2 separate regions of the Macaca mulatta genome follow, and region 2 is linked to region 1. Evidence: chromatin contacts called from public Hi-C data. All regions are on one chromosome and are shown on one strand. The core of a region is the stretch at or near the end of the contact, and the rest is flanking DNA. Distances in the headings are between cores, read along the strand shown.

Region 1 (6,243 bases), core at 1,805-4,304:
GTGGAGGTGATGAACAGTTGGTGGGATGGAGGGCACTGGATCATGATATCTGAGTTCTTGTCCTGCTTCTGGCACCAAATAGTTGGATGATTTTAAATTCTCAGGGTCTTCGTTTCTTTACCTGCAAAAATGAGGTAATTTCAACAAAAGATTAGCCTGCTTCTGATGTTCTTTGACTTAAAATTTCCAAATGGCAAACCAGTCCAGAAGTTTAATAGATGCTGCAGCATTAGGACACTCTTTTGTTGTAAATCTGCTCTGAATATATTAACACGTGTGTAGCAGGCTGCAGTCTCACTTCCATTACTGCTCAGATGAGCAGAGAAACTTTGGCTTCTCTATTTGCTGTACCTCCCGTTCTTCAGCAGCACCACCCTGAATAATTCTCAGTCTCATTTGTATAATAATAACTCAGACTCTGCAGTCACCTTAACCCATCCCTACTTCTTTCTCTAAGATGTTTGGTTGCAGTAGGGACAAGAACATCTAGGACTTCACAGTGTCAGAAAAGTTGCGCTTATGCCATTTACTTGTACTGTCCTCTGCATATCCCCTGATTTCTGGGTCCCTTTTCTACTTGCTTGTTGCTCTCCTTGGTAACAATCATCACTGAGTTTTCGAGCTAGTTTAAATCGCTACCAGTGGTGTAAGATGATATTTCCTCAACTATGTTCCCAGATAGCAGTCAGATTTACCAGCTGGGTTCTTCTTAAATGAGGTCAGATCCGCAGGCAGAGGGATACATTTCTTTCCCACAAAAGTAACAGCAAAGGAATATTAGGGGTTTTAAAACTTTCTGTTTCTCTAACATGCAACTTTGGATGATGAAAGTGGGATTGCCAGTTTATGGGGGCGCATGTGGCAATGAGAAAGCCAAGTTGGAGTTTACATCTTGGGTGGAATCACCTGTGGGGAGGCTGAGATTTCTGGATCCATCCTTAGGTCACAGGGGGCAGGTGTCCATCATCCCTGCACAGCTTTTCAGCTGCTGTGAAATCAGAATGATTGGAGGGTAAACCTAGCTTGGAGGCTTGCACAGGAATTGATTTCTTCCTGATTTTCACTATGACGCTAACCATAAAAAAACAAAAACAAAAAACCAAGAGACAATCATGCCAGGATGCTCCTCCCCCACCCCCAAATTGCTAGAAAACTGAACTTCGTTTAGCGAGATTCTTTTCAAAAATATGTGACTTATTTTTGGAGTACATAGGGGGCAGAGGATTACTGACCAATCCTTTGGTGGCTTTCAACAGCACAGCATGCAGATGGTGGAAATAAATGGGCAGCTTGAGAAAACAGTCAGGATGCTGGATCATTAAGTCAAATCTAAGGGGGTCTGTTTACATTTGCTCTTTCAAAGACAGCCTGGAGTCTGCAGGAATAAGTATTGTGTGTATGTGCTGGCCTGAACATAGAATGAGCAATCGAGGTGGCTGGTGAGCTCTAGCTTTACTTTATTTAACCGTTCTGACCAAGTTTCTAATAAATTTTGATGGGCCAACTGCCAATGGTGGCTTCCAGCTGCTGACTTTTTCCACATGTTGGAGATCCTGTGAGTAGCGAAGAAGGTTAAAATCCATCTCTTAGCTAACAACACACACAGTGCACCTTAGTCACCTTGGGTTGTGTGGATGAGGAGTGCATAGCCCAACAACTGGGTGCTTGTCTAGGGAAGAGGGTGTTATAGTGTCCTTCAGAGAAGCTGAGGAGCACTGCATTTCCAACATCATAAAAGCAAGTGGCACGATAGCAAAACAAGTTATCACACTAAGATTTTGGTTCAATACTTCCCTGCCTTCCTCGTTGCCTTCAAAGTGGATCCTACAAGAATCCCCGAAGGAGGCTGCCAAGGTGAACTGGGGCGGACACAAACTGTGTTTCATTAAAGCACGTTCCTTATATTATTATCACTGCTGTGAAGAGGGCGCGACCAGCATTTTTTCCTCCTTTGCGCTGGGACGCAGAGCAGGAAGCGCCCGGGTGTGCATCTCTTAGGAGATGAGTGAATCTGTTGGAGAGGGTCTTTTCTGGCCTGGTGGATGAATGCTGGGGAGTGACGTCACCCCGCCCCCTCCTCTGGTGTGTGTGTGTGTGTGTGTGTGTTTGTGTTGCCTCCTTCACCCACCACTCCTGCCTGCCCCTCCTTCATCCAGCTCTCTGGCCCTTTCAGTGGGTCAGTGGTCCAGATTCAGGGATTCGCCAGCAGGCGCAGCGGGCCCAGCTCTCCCCGCGTCCGGGCGCACCCACACTCACACTCACGCGCAGGCAACGCGCACACACAATCCCCCAGCGCTGGAGCACAGCAATACCGTGGGATCCCCAGCACGTTACGAGGATTTTAGAAATCACCCAGACAAGGAAACAAAGAGAGAAGCCTTTCCAATTACTTTCCTGGGCTTTTTTGTTTAATTTCCCCCACCAAACCACCTCGTCTGCAGCCGTAACTACCAGGTTCACGCCAGGTCCAAAGACTGGGCTGGGCTGGGCTGGCCACCCCACCTCCCGGCCCTTGACTCCGTTCGGGCCCTTTCCCAGGCGTCGCCTCGCACCCCTCTCCCCCCACGAGCCTCAGTTTCTGGTTACCTCGCGTGCGCTTCACTTTTGGGGGGAAGAAGAGAAGAAGGGGAGGGAGGCACCGAGGGGGGCAGCCGAGTTGCTATTTGTGGCCAAAGAATCCGCTTTAAAAGAAGAGGCAGCAGGAAGGAGGAAACAGGAGAGGCGGAGGGAGGAGAGGAGACGCGGCCCCGGACCCCCCAGCCGCGAGCGGCGGAGCATCGAGGAGCGGGAGGAGGAGGAAAAGGAGGAGGAGGAGGGAGAGGAGACAAACGGCGGCGGCGGCGGCGGCGGCAGCGGCAGCGAGAGAAACGGGCGCCGGGCGAGCAGGAGGAGCGAGAGGAGGAGAAACCGCCGCGGAAGCCGCGGGCTCAGAAGGGCCAAGAGGACGGCCCGAGAAGAGGAGGAGGAGGCGGAGGAGGAGGAAAAGGGGGTAGGGGTGGAGGGAGGGCGGGGGGACGCGCTCCCTTGGATGCTGGATTTCGGGTTTTTGGACTCACTCGCTGACTCTCTTCCACTTCCTCGCTCTGGACTGGGCTGGCCGCACGAGGGCTGGGCGGCGGCGGCGACCAGAGGGGCTTCCGCGGCAGCGGCCGCTGCTCCGCGGGATTAAATTGGCCGCCCGGAGGCGGCGGCGCGGGCCGGCGCCGGCTGCGCGGCCGTGGCAGGGCGCGAAGGCGCTGGAGGAAAGTGCTGGTGGCGGCGCGGGAGGCGGTGGCGGCTGCTGCCCAGAGCCAACATGACCAGGTAAGTCCCTGGAACTGACCCCGTGCGCCCCGCTGTGTTCTCCCCTCTGGCTGCTCGGGAATCGCCCTGCGCGCAGCTCCGGCTGCCGGCGCCTCCCCGGCCAGAGCGACACGCTCCCGCTTCCGCGAGCCCGGCGCCCGGGCAGCGGAGCGCACAGTTTGCTCCTCTGAACCTCCTCGGGCAGAGGTCCTCCCCTGCAGGGTTCACTTCTCGCCTGAAACCTTAGACCCGGGAGAGAGGCGACTCTAGAGAATGGGGGTGTCCGGGTATGTGTATTTGTGCGACCCCCGCTTTCTCCTCCTAGGGTGGGCGTAGTATTGGGGGGGAATGGTGGAGCAGTGGGGCAATGCACCCTTACCCGGGGATCCTGCCACCGCCTTTTTTAAAGGCAGGGATTACTGTTTTAAGGAGGGCTGATTACGGTGAGGGAGCGATTTCTTTTTCTTTCTTTCCTCTGAACTAGTGGGGAGAAAGAGAAATAACAGGAATCAAAGTCTACGCAGCTGCCATAGAGGAGGGGGATTGTTTGGGAGACCTTTCCGTGGCAGAATCAAAGCTCGTAGTTCAGCTGCGGGAATCTGGTGCACTTAACACACACATTCATTCCGTAGGGAAGGGGACGCATCATTTGTAATGAAGAGGCAAAGTTGTAGGAAACAATTTAAAAAGAAAGCCACGAACAAACCAAAGATTCTTTGCTTTCCTATAGATTTATTGTAGCTTTTATGTAGGTGTGTAGAAAACTTGCATTGCTTCTCTGGACGTTGAATTTCATTTAAAAACACAAACATGTGAAGTCAGTTTTTAAGTCTTATGCTTAAAATCTCGAACACCAAGTGTGAGCTTGGCTTTCACTAATTGGGTGTTTCAGAATTCCAGATAGTAGTTCCATTCTCCAAAACCAGGACTATCACAATCCACTTGTATTGTTTCCAGTTCGCCTCCCAGTACGCTACTTGCCAAATGTCTCTTGTTTTCTAAAATTCTCAGAGTAATCCCCCAGCCTCATCTACAGTTTGCACCTTAAGTATCTAGGAAGATTCCTGAGGGATCGTTCTCCTTGTATTTCCTATTAAAGTTATATATATATATACACATGTATTTACATGCCCAAAGACACAGTGCCAGTGACTTAACAGAGTGTAGCTAACACACTTTGAACCTCTGAAAGGCTAGTAACTGCTTATGACTTGAGATAGATTTGCTGTTAGATTTACTGAGCTACAAATGTGGACTTTACCCTTTGGTGTGTTCTTTTCTAACCATCCTGTAGCACGTCTGTGGGGAGTTAGTTCAATCACAGATACTTCTGACCATTTTGAGTATTTTTTCTCTGTTTCAAAGTGCATACACCAACCACTCAACTTGAGTAAAACAAGGATGATATACCAAGACTTGAAACATTCTGATGTAAAGGGATCTGTAGATGATAATAACTTAAGATTAAGTTGTATATGTAATATAATAATATCCAGTAAAAGGCTTAGTATCTTACTTACTTTGAATATATATTCTGTTTTATGCTACAGACACTATAGCAAAAAGAGAACACATTTTCAGTGCTCCGTGTCTGACTTACGGAAACAGACATCCTAAATGGACAGTAAAATTTTCCCTACCTCCCACATTCCATAATTATGTACTGTACTTTGCTTTTCAATGGAGCTAGCAATTCTGTGGCAGATTTCTTAAATTCACCCTCATGCTATCAGCTATTATTGTACTTTCAAAGTGTGAAATTGACAAGCTGGTCAGTTTCATGAATTCAGCTGTCAGATTGTGTCCAGTTAAAAATTGCTAAAAGCTGTAAATGTGCCTGCCTGGAATTTTCTTTTGTGAAGGAAGGACAGCAAGGGGATGGGGGATTAATGGGTGTTATTAATTGTAGATCTTTTAAAATAGGTGCACTCCAATGTGAGTTGTATCACTGGCTGTTATTGGGAAATACGTTTAGATTTTTACTCCTGTAAAAGTGGCATTCAATTTTTATCTGTATCTCATTTTAAATAGTACTTTACACAGAAATCATCTGTTCTTATAGCCCTTAGTAATATATAATAGGAATAAGATTCAAAGAGGAACAGTGTCTCTCTCAAATATATTTTAATATAGTTGAGTAATGTATTACTTTTGCATGACATGTAAAGAGGTGGATGAATTAAACGTTTCATTGTGTAGGTTATGTAACACAGATTCTTCTTGGGCCAGAGCAGTTGTGCAGTTACTCAAGTAATGAAATGCAGCAATTTATTTTAATATATGTGCATTAGAGTAGATAACCATAGATGTAAAACTGCTTAAAGTATTAAATACAGTGATTTGATTTGCCTTTTAAGATGGACTCTTATTTAAATCCAGAATATCTCAAAGTCTGGAACTAAGAATTGGAATCCCCTCATCTGCTGCTATTTGCTAAGCCACTAGGGGCCTGTATAACTGTTCTTATATCCAGGAGGTATCCTGGTATGGCATATGCAAAGCCTTCCTAGAGAGACATTAAAAAAAAAAAAATCACGTAGGCATTCCCCCCAAGTTTTTGTTTTTTCCTTTTTAATACATTAACTCATACTGTGATGCTAGTTATAGACAATGATTGAAGACTATTTCAAGAATTTTATTTAGGGCTTCTCTGACACTATGATTTTCATATAGAGTGTGAAAAATAGAAAAGAGAAAAGGTATTGGTGCAAATTCATATGTGATTCCAGTTCTCAGTGTATGGCAAAGATAAACAAGAAGGAACATTAATGACTTTTCTTTATTGGACTGATAAGGATGTCATTTGCATAATGTAGGGTTAAAAGATAAATGAAGCAGAATTACTTTAAGGGAAGTATAGGCATAGATTGATGATGTGATTAAACTAGCTTTGTAAGCGCTGTACAAGTTTGTGTGGAAAGAGAATCTGAGGCTGTGACCACAGTTTAGTCAGCACTTGAG
Region 2 (6,310 bases), core at 2,517-5,016, 1.1 Mb after region 1:
TAATTGCAAAGACAGTATCAGAATTAAAAGATCATTCTTAAGAGGTAAGAAAGTAAACTGGCAAAAACAGATTCTGTATCAATTCCTCCTATCTATTAGCCTGATTTTGGGGTTGAACTTTTCCAAGGCTCTCAAAAAAACAATGCCATGACTATGATACAATTCAGACCATGTCTTTAAGAAAGAAGCTAAAGAGAAATAAAAAAGTATTCATTCAGGTAATTCAAACCAATTTTTAACATATCGATCACATTTGTGTAATCTCCTCACAATATGTATAGGTAGCGCTTAAGATATTTGACTGTATCCACAGACACTGGTTTCAACTATGGCTATGGCACTTAGCCATTTTTGTCATATACTGGGAAAACTTAATCTGCCATGTTGAGTCAGGATATTAAATGGCATCATGCAATTGATTGCTTAGCAAAGTACAGGCATATCTTACTTCATTATGCTTCACTTTACTGTAAATGGCAGATATTGTACATTTTACAAATGGAAAGTTTGGTGGTAACCCTGTGTAGAGCAAGCCTATTAGCACAATTTTCCAAACAGTATGTGCTCACTCATATCTGTGTCACATTTTGGTAATTCTTGCATTATTTCAAACTTTTCCATTACTATTATATCTGTTATGGTGATCTGTGATCAGTGATATTTGATGTTACTATTGGAATAATTTTAGGGCAGCATGAACCACACCCATAAAAGATGGTGAACTTAATAAAAATGTGTGTTTTGACTGCTCCACCCACCAACCATTAACCTCTCTACTTCTCTGTATTTGCTGAGATGCAAAAACATTCAAATTAGGCCAACTAATAACCTGACCATGGCCTCTAAGTATTCAAGTGAAAGGAAGAGTCAACCTTATCTCAATTTAAGTCAAAATGTAGAAATGATTATTACTGAGGAAGGCATGTCGAAAGCTGGGATAGGCTGGAATGTAGGCCAAACAGCCAAGTTGTAAATGCAAAGGAAAAGGAAGTTAAAAGTGCTACTCTAGTGAACACACCAATGATTAGAAAGTAAAACAGTCATATTGCTGATATGGAAAAAGTTTCAGTCATCTGGATAGAGGATCAAATCAGCCACAACATTCCCTTAAGTCAAAGCCTAATCCAGAGCAAGACCCCAACTCTCCTTACTTCTACCAAGGCTGAGGGAGGTGAGAAAGCTGCAGAAGAAAAGTTGGAAGTTAGCGGAGGTTGGTTCATGTGGTTTAAAAAAAAAATAAGCTGCCTTCATAACATAAAATTGCAAGGTGAAGCAGCAAGTGCTGATGTAAAAGCTGCAGCAAGTTATCAAAGAAACCTAACTTAGATCATTGATAACAGATAATCAGTATAGATGAGGCAGCATTCTATTAATAAAAGATGCCATTTCATAACTAGAGAGGACAAGTCAATGCTTGGCTTCACCCTTCAAATCTGACTTTCTTGTTAGAATCTAATATAGCTGATGACTTTAAATTGAAGCCAATCCTCATTTATCTTTCTGGAAATCCCAGCACTCTTAAGAATTATGCTAAGTATACTCTGCCTGTGTTTTGTAATTCGAACAACAAAGCCTGATGACAGCACATCCATATACAGCATGGTTTACTGAATATTTTAAGTTCATTGTTGAGACTTCTTGCTCAGAAAAAAGATTCCTTTCAAAATATTACTGCTCATTGACAATGTACCTAGTTACTCAAGAGTTGTAATGGAAAAGTACAAAGAGATTAACGTTTTCATAACTGCTAACACAACATCCATTCTGCAGCCTATAGATCAAGAAGTAATGTTGACTTTCAAGTTTTACTATTTAAGAAATACATTTTGTAAGGCTATAGCAGCCATAGATAATGATTTCTCTGACGAATCTGGTTAAAGTAAATTGAAAACCTTCTGAGAAAGATTCAACATTCTGATGTCACTAAGAATATTTGTGACTCATGGGAGGAGGACAAAATATCTCTAACTGGATATTGGAAGAAATTGATTCCAATCTTTATGAACAACTAAGAAGGGTTCAAGATTTTAGATGAGGGAAGTAACTGCATATGTGGTGGAAATAGCAAGAGAACTAGAATTCGAAGTGGAGCCTGATGATGTGACTGAATTGCCACAATCTCATGATAAAACTTGAACAGATGAGGGGTTACTTCCTGTGGATGAACAAAGTGGTTTTTGAGATGGAATCTACTCCTGGTGAAGATGCTATGAACATTGTCAAAATGTTGGATAAAGGGCTCCAATTTTGAAAGACGTTAAATGGTGGTTATTAAAATGCTATAAAACGTCATTGCATGTTGCAAAAAAATCTTTCGTAAAAGGAAAAGTCAATTCTTGCAGAAGAATCGGGCGCGGTGGCTCATGCCTGTAATCCCAGCACTTTGGGAGGCGGAAGCTGGTGGATCACGAGGTCAGGAAATCCAGACGATCCTGGCTAACATGGTGAAACCCCGTCTCTACTAAATATACAAAAAAATTAGCCGGGCGTGGTGGTGGGAACCTGTAGTCCCAGCTACTCGGGAGGCTGAGGCAGGAGAACGGTGTGAACCTGGGAGGCGGAGATTGCAGAGAGCCGAGATTCCGCCACTGCACTCCAGCCTGGGCGACAGAGCGAGACTCCGTCTCAAAAAAAAAAAAAAAAAAAAAAAAAAAAAAAAAAAAATTCTTGCAGAAAATGTCATTATTGTCTTATTTTAAGAAATTGGCACAGTCACCCCAACCTTCAGCAACCACTACCTTGATCAATCAGCAGGCATCAACATCGATGCCAGACCCTCCACCAGCAAAAAGATTAGAAGTGGCCGGGCGCGGTGGTTCATGCCTGTAATCCCAGCACTTTGAGAGGCCAAGGCAGGTGGATCACCTGAGGTCAGGAGTTTGAGAACAGCCTGGCCAACATGGTGAAAACCCATCTCTACTAAAAATACAAAAAATTAGCCAGGTGTGGTGGCAGGCATCTGTAATCCAAGCTACTAAGGAGGCTGAGGCAAGAGAATCACTTGAACCCGGGAGGCAAAAGTTGCAGTGAGCCAAGATCCACCATTGCATTCCAGCCTGGGCAACAAGAGCAAAACTCCACCTCAAAAAAAAAAAAAAAAAAAAAAAAAAACAGATTAGTACTTACTGAAGGCTAAGGTAATCGTTAGCATTTTTTTGGCAAGATTTTTTTTTTAAATTAAGAGATATACACAGTTTTTTAGACACAATGCTATTGCACATTTAATAGACTACAGTATAAAAAACTTTTATATACACCAAGAAACCAAAAAAAAAAAAAAATTGCATGACTTGCTTTATTATTTGCTGTATTGTGGTGGTCTAGAACCAAACCTGCAATATTTCTATGGTATGTCTGTATCTAGCACATGATTGTGCACATATAAAACCCAACTCCTTGATTCACAGGCCTCTGGATAGGAGATATGACATGCCCACGGTCTGGCAGTTCATGTAAGGCAAGAAACTTAGCGACCCAGACTTCTCCTCTAAGGAGATTGAAAGGTGATGCATTTAGTGAGTAGCGATTACAGAATTTCTAAAAGGGGGGGGGGCGGTGGGGAGACGGCGGGGAGGAGGGTTGGAATTGGCCTCCAGCGCATCCGAGGTTGTTGCTGCCAGAGAAATCCAGCAATAAAGGGCAGCATTCTTTCACCTTTTCCCCCTCTGAGGCGGAGGGGAACTTCATTTCCCAGCAGCCCTCAGGCTTCCTCCTCGCACGGCGCAAGCGTCCCGGCGTTCTGCTTTCCGGCGCTCTGCTTTCCGGTGCATCGTTTACGTCGGTTTGAACCAAAGACTCACAAGGTTGAGGCCGAGTTCCAGAACATGGGGTTTCAGGTGTCCAAGCCTTTGGAGTTCTCCAAGATCGCTGCGTCTCCCGATACCGCCGCCGTGCCCGCCAAGCCTGCGCCCCCAGCTACACCCGGAGCGCCGACCTCCCCAGCAGAACACAACTGGTTGAAGACTTGCTGGAGCTGTCGAGTGCTTTCTGGGTTGGGGCTGATGGGGGCGGGCGGGTACGTCTACTGGGAGGCACGGAAACCCATGAAGATGGGATATCCCCCGGGTCCATGGACAATTACGAAGATGGTCATCGGCATCAGTGAGCATCAGGGCACAGCACTTGGGCGGGTTGGGTATCTGTGGGGTAGAGGAAGGAAAGGGAGCAGCCACGTGGGCGGGGAGGCGGGGTGCTGGCGCTGGTCAGGTGGTGGGGGCACCTCAAACAAGGTGAGAGAAGAAGTTGTTGGAACGCCTTTCTTTCTTTTTTTTTTTTTTTTTTAATTTTAAATCAGTATTTCTTGAGAACGCTTATTAGGCTCAGTCCTTTTAATTCTCAGAATAGCTGTTAGAAGTAGGTATGATTATAGTATTCTCATTTTACTATGGAGCAAACCAAGGCAACGAGGAGTATTGTGTTCATGGTCGGGAAATGACAGTCACTTGATCCCAGGTATATCAGATCTCAAAGCCCATACTTTTTCTCCAGGTCCTGGAGAAAGCCTGAGCGAGGGCACTTGACCTTAATTTAAGAAATTTGCCTTGAATCCCAGATCTTTAGACGTGGGTTCTAAGCTCACCTACTTGGTACACCTGGGTAATGTCGCCCACAACCCCTTTCTGTGATCGTCAAGATGTCATCAGTAAAACGTCATGATCTTTTTAGCTTTCAAACCGATTGTCAGTGGATAGAATTTGAGGTTTCTGTGTTACCTTCTTGATTCTGTATAGGTAAATTCTCCTACAAGATGTTCTTTTTTTTCCTGATTTTTTTTTTTCTTTTTCTGTGCTTCACTTGCCTATAAGAAAGATACAATGGTAATATTTCCTCCAGAAGTGTTGTGAGGGTTAAATAAGATGGCGTGTATGTGAAACACTTGGTAAATTAAAATGCAACATAAAGGTATGGTATTGTTGTTTTTTTCTAGGCATTGCCACCTGGGGTATCGTTGTCATGGCACACCCCAAAGGGAGGGCCTACCACCAGTGAATCTGTCTTCTGTCCCTGTCCCCATGACACACAGAGCAGGCATGGAGTTTAATGGATGTTCTGGACAGACACTTGTCCATGGACAGACATCACTACTGTGGATACTACAGGACTGAAAAGACAATCATATGTTGTCATTCTCTGGCTGTAGAGTGTTAGTGACCTTCACAGGTTTCACAGGAACCAATAAATCCTTAAAGAAGTAAACAGGTTCTTTGTCTTATCTGGGGAAGGAAAGTATAATTTATATTTAATTGTTTAAGCATTATATATATAATAGTATGTCATATAATTGCATATCATATATAATAAAGATAAATATGTTTAGTTTTATAGTTAATATAATTTTTAAAACTTTTGAATAGAGCAAATGATAAACTCATGGGAAAATTAGCTATTTTACTTCACTATTTTAAAGAGTTCTTTTTCTTTCTTTCATAATTGGATCAACAACTGTTATCACCCTAACCATGGGTAGGCATCATGCAAGATATAGAAGTACGTGAAACTTTCTGTGTATGAACTGCTCGTACTTTGCAAGGCATTTTCAAGTCCATCACCTTATGAGAGCTTCACAGCCAGTCTGAGGTAGTTACTTCATTGGAGGTAAACCTTAAAACACAAGAAAGAGCCCACATGATTTGCCTAGGATCATTCAGTAAGTTGGTGATGGAGCTAGAACTTGGTCTTGTCAGTTTTTTGTTCTAGTCTTCCCTTTCATGGAGGCAAGAATAACCATTATGAAACAGATAATCATAAAAATCAGCATACAATAAAAGACTTAAATGTCACAAGAAAAATTCAAAACCTTTAGCTAAAAAAAAAAAAAAAAAATTGATTCCTTTTCCACAAGCACTAGATATGTTTCTGCAGTGATTTTGAGATAAGTACTCAAAATTACATAGTTCATTTCTAAGAAAAGACCATGTTTCCTACCTATTGGGTTTTTCTACCCTGAGATACTATGGCTTCTTTGTAAAGGTATATGAAGTGTTTTTCAAAGCGGAAAGATACTGTTAAATTCAGCTGCTAATCATAGTCTATGTGTTTGGAATGACATGTTGAGCAAGTAGTACCTTTAAGGCTGTTGCTTTTTGCAGTATTACATGGAAGTGCCTAAGTCTGTTTAGCCTCACAAATGACTTTAGAATCTTGTGTTTTCTACATCAGAGTTCATGGTGGGGATGGTGCTATATATATACCTATGCAATTTAGAAGGAAAACATTTCAAACCTAAAGTAGGCAACGAGATATTATTTATATGAAATCCACAATTCAGTTATGCAGTGTTCATGAATATAGAAGTTTTAAGTTGGAAGGG

The links. A called contact is a pair of places that touch in the nucleus more often than the background predicts.
Region 2: a Hi-C map of fetal cortical plate shows a contact between it and region 1, with 2.8 times the contacts expected there. The contact joins the promoter of DMAC1 here to the promoter of PTPRD in region 1. A contact is called at or near these places in 2 of 14 Hi-C or Micro-C datasets (fetal cortex germinal zone and fetal cortical plate).

Annotation. Positions count from the first base shown.
Region 1 is chr15:90,456,326-90,462,568 of T2T-MMU8v2.0, forward strand. PTPRD (protein tyrosine phosphatase receptor type D) reads left to right here and starts at 3,055. Exons shown (of 28, transcript XM_077966664.1): 1 at 3,055-3,303. LOC716712 reads right to left here. Exons shown (of 3, transcript XM_077966418.1): 2 at 3,057-3,548; 3 at 1-121. The coding sequence ends at 118.
Region 2 is chr15:91,529,997-91,536,306 of T2T-MMU8v2.0, forward strand. It overlaps DMAC1 (distal membrane arm assembly component 1), which reads left to right and starts at 3,767. Exons shown (of 2, transcript XM_028835173.2): 1 at 3,767-4,015; 2 at 4,928-5,196. The coding sequence starts at 3,825. The coding sequence ends at 5,105.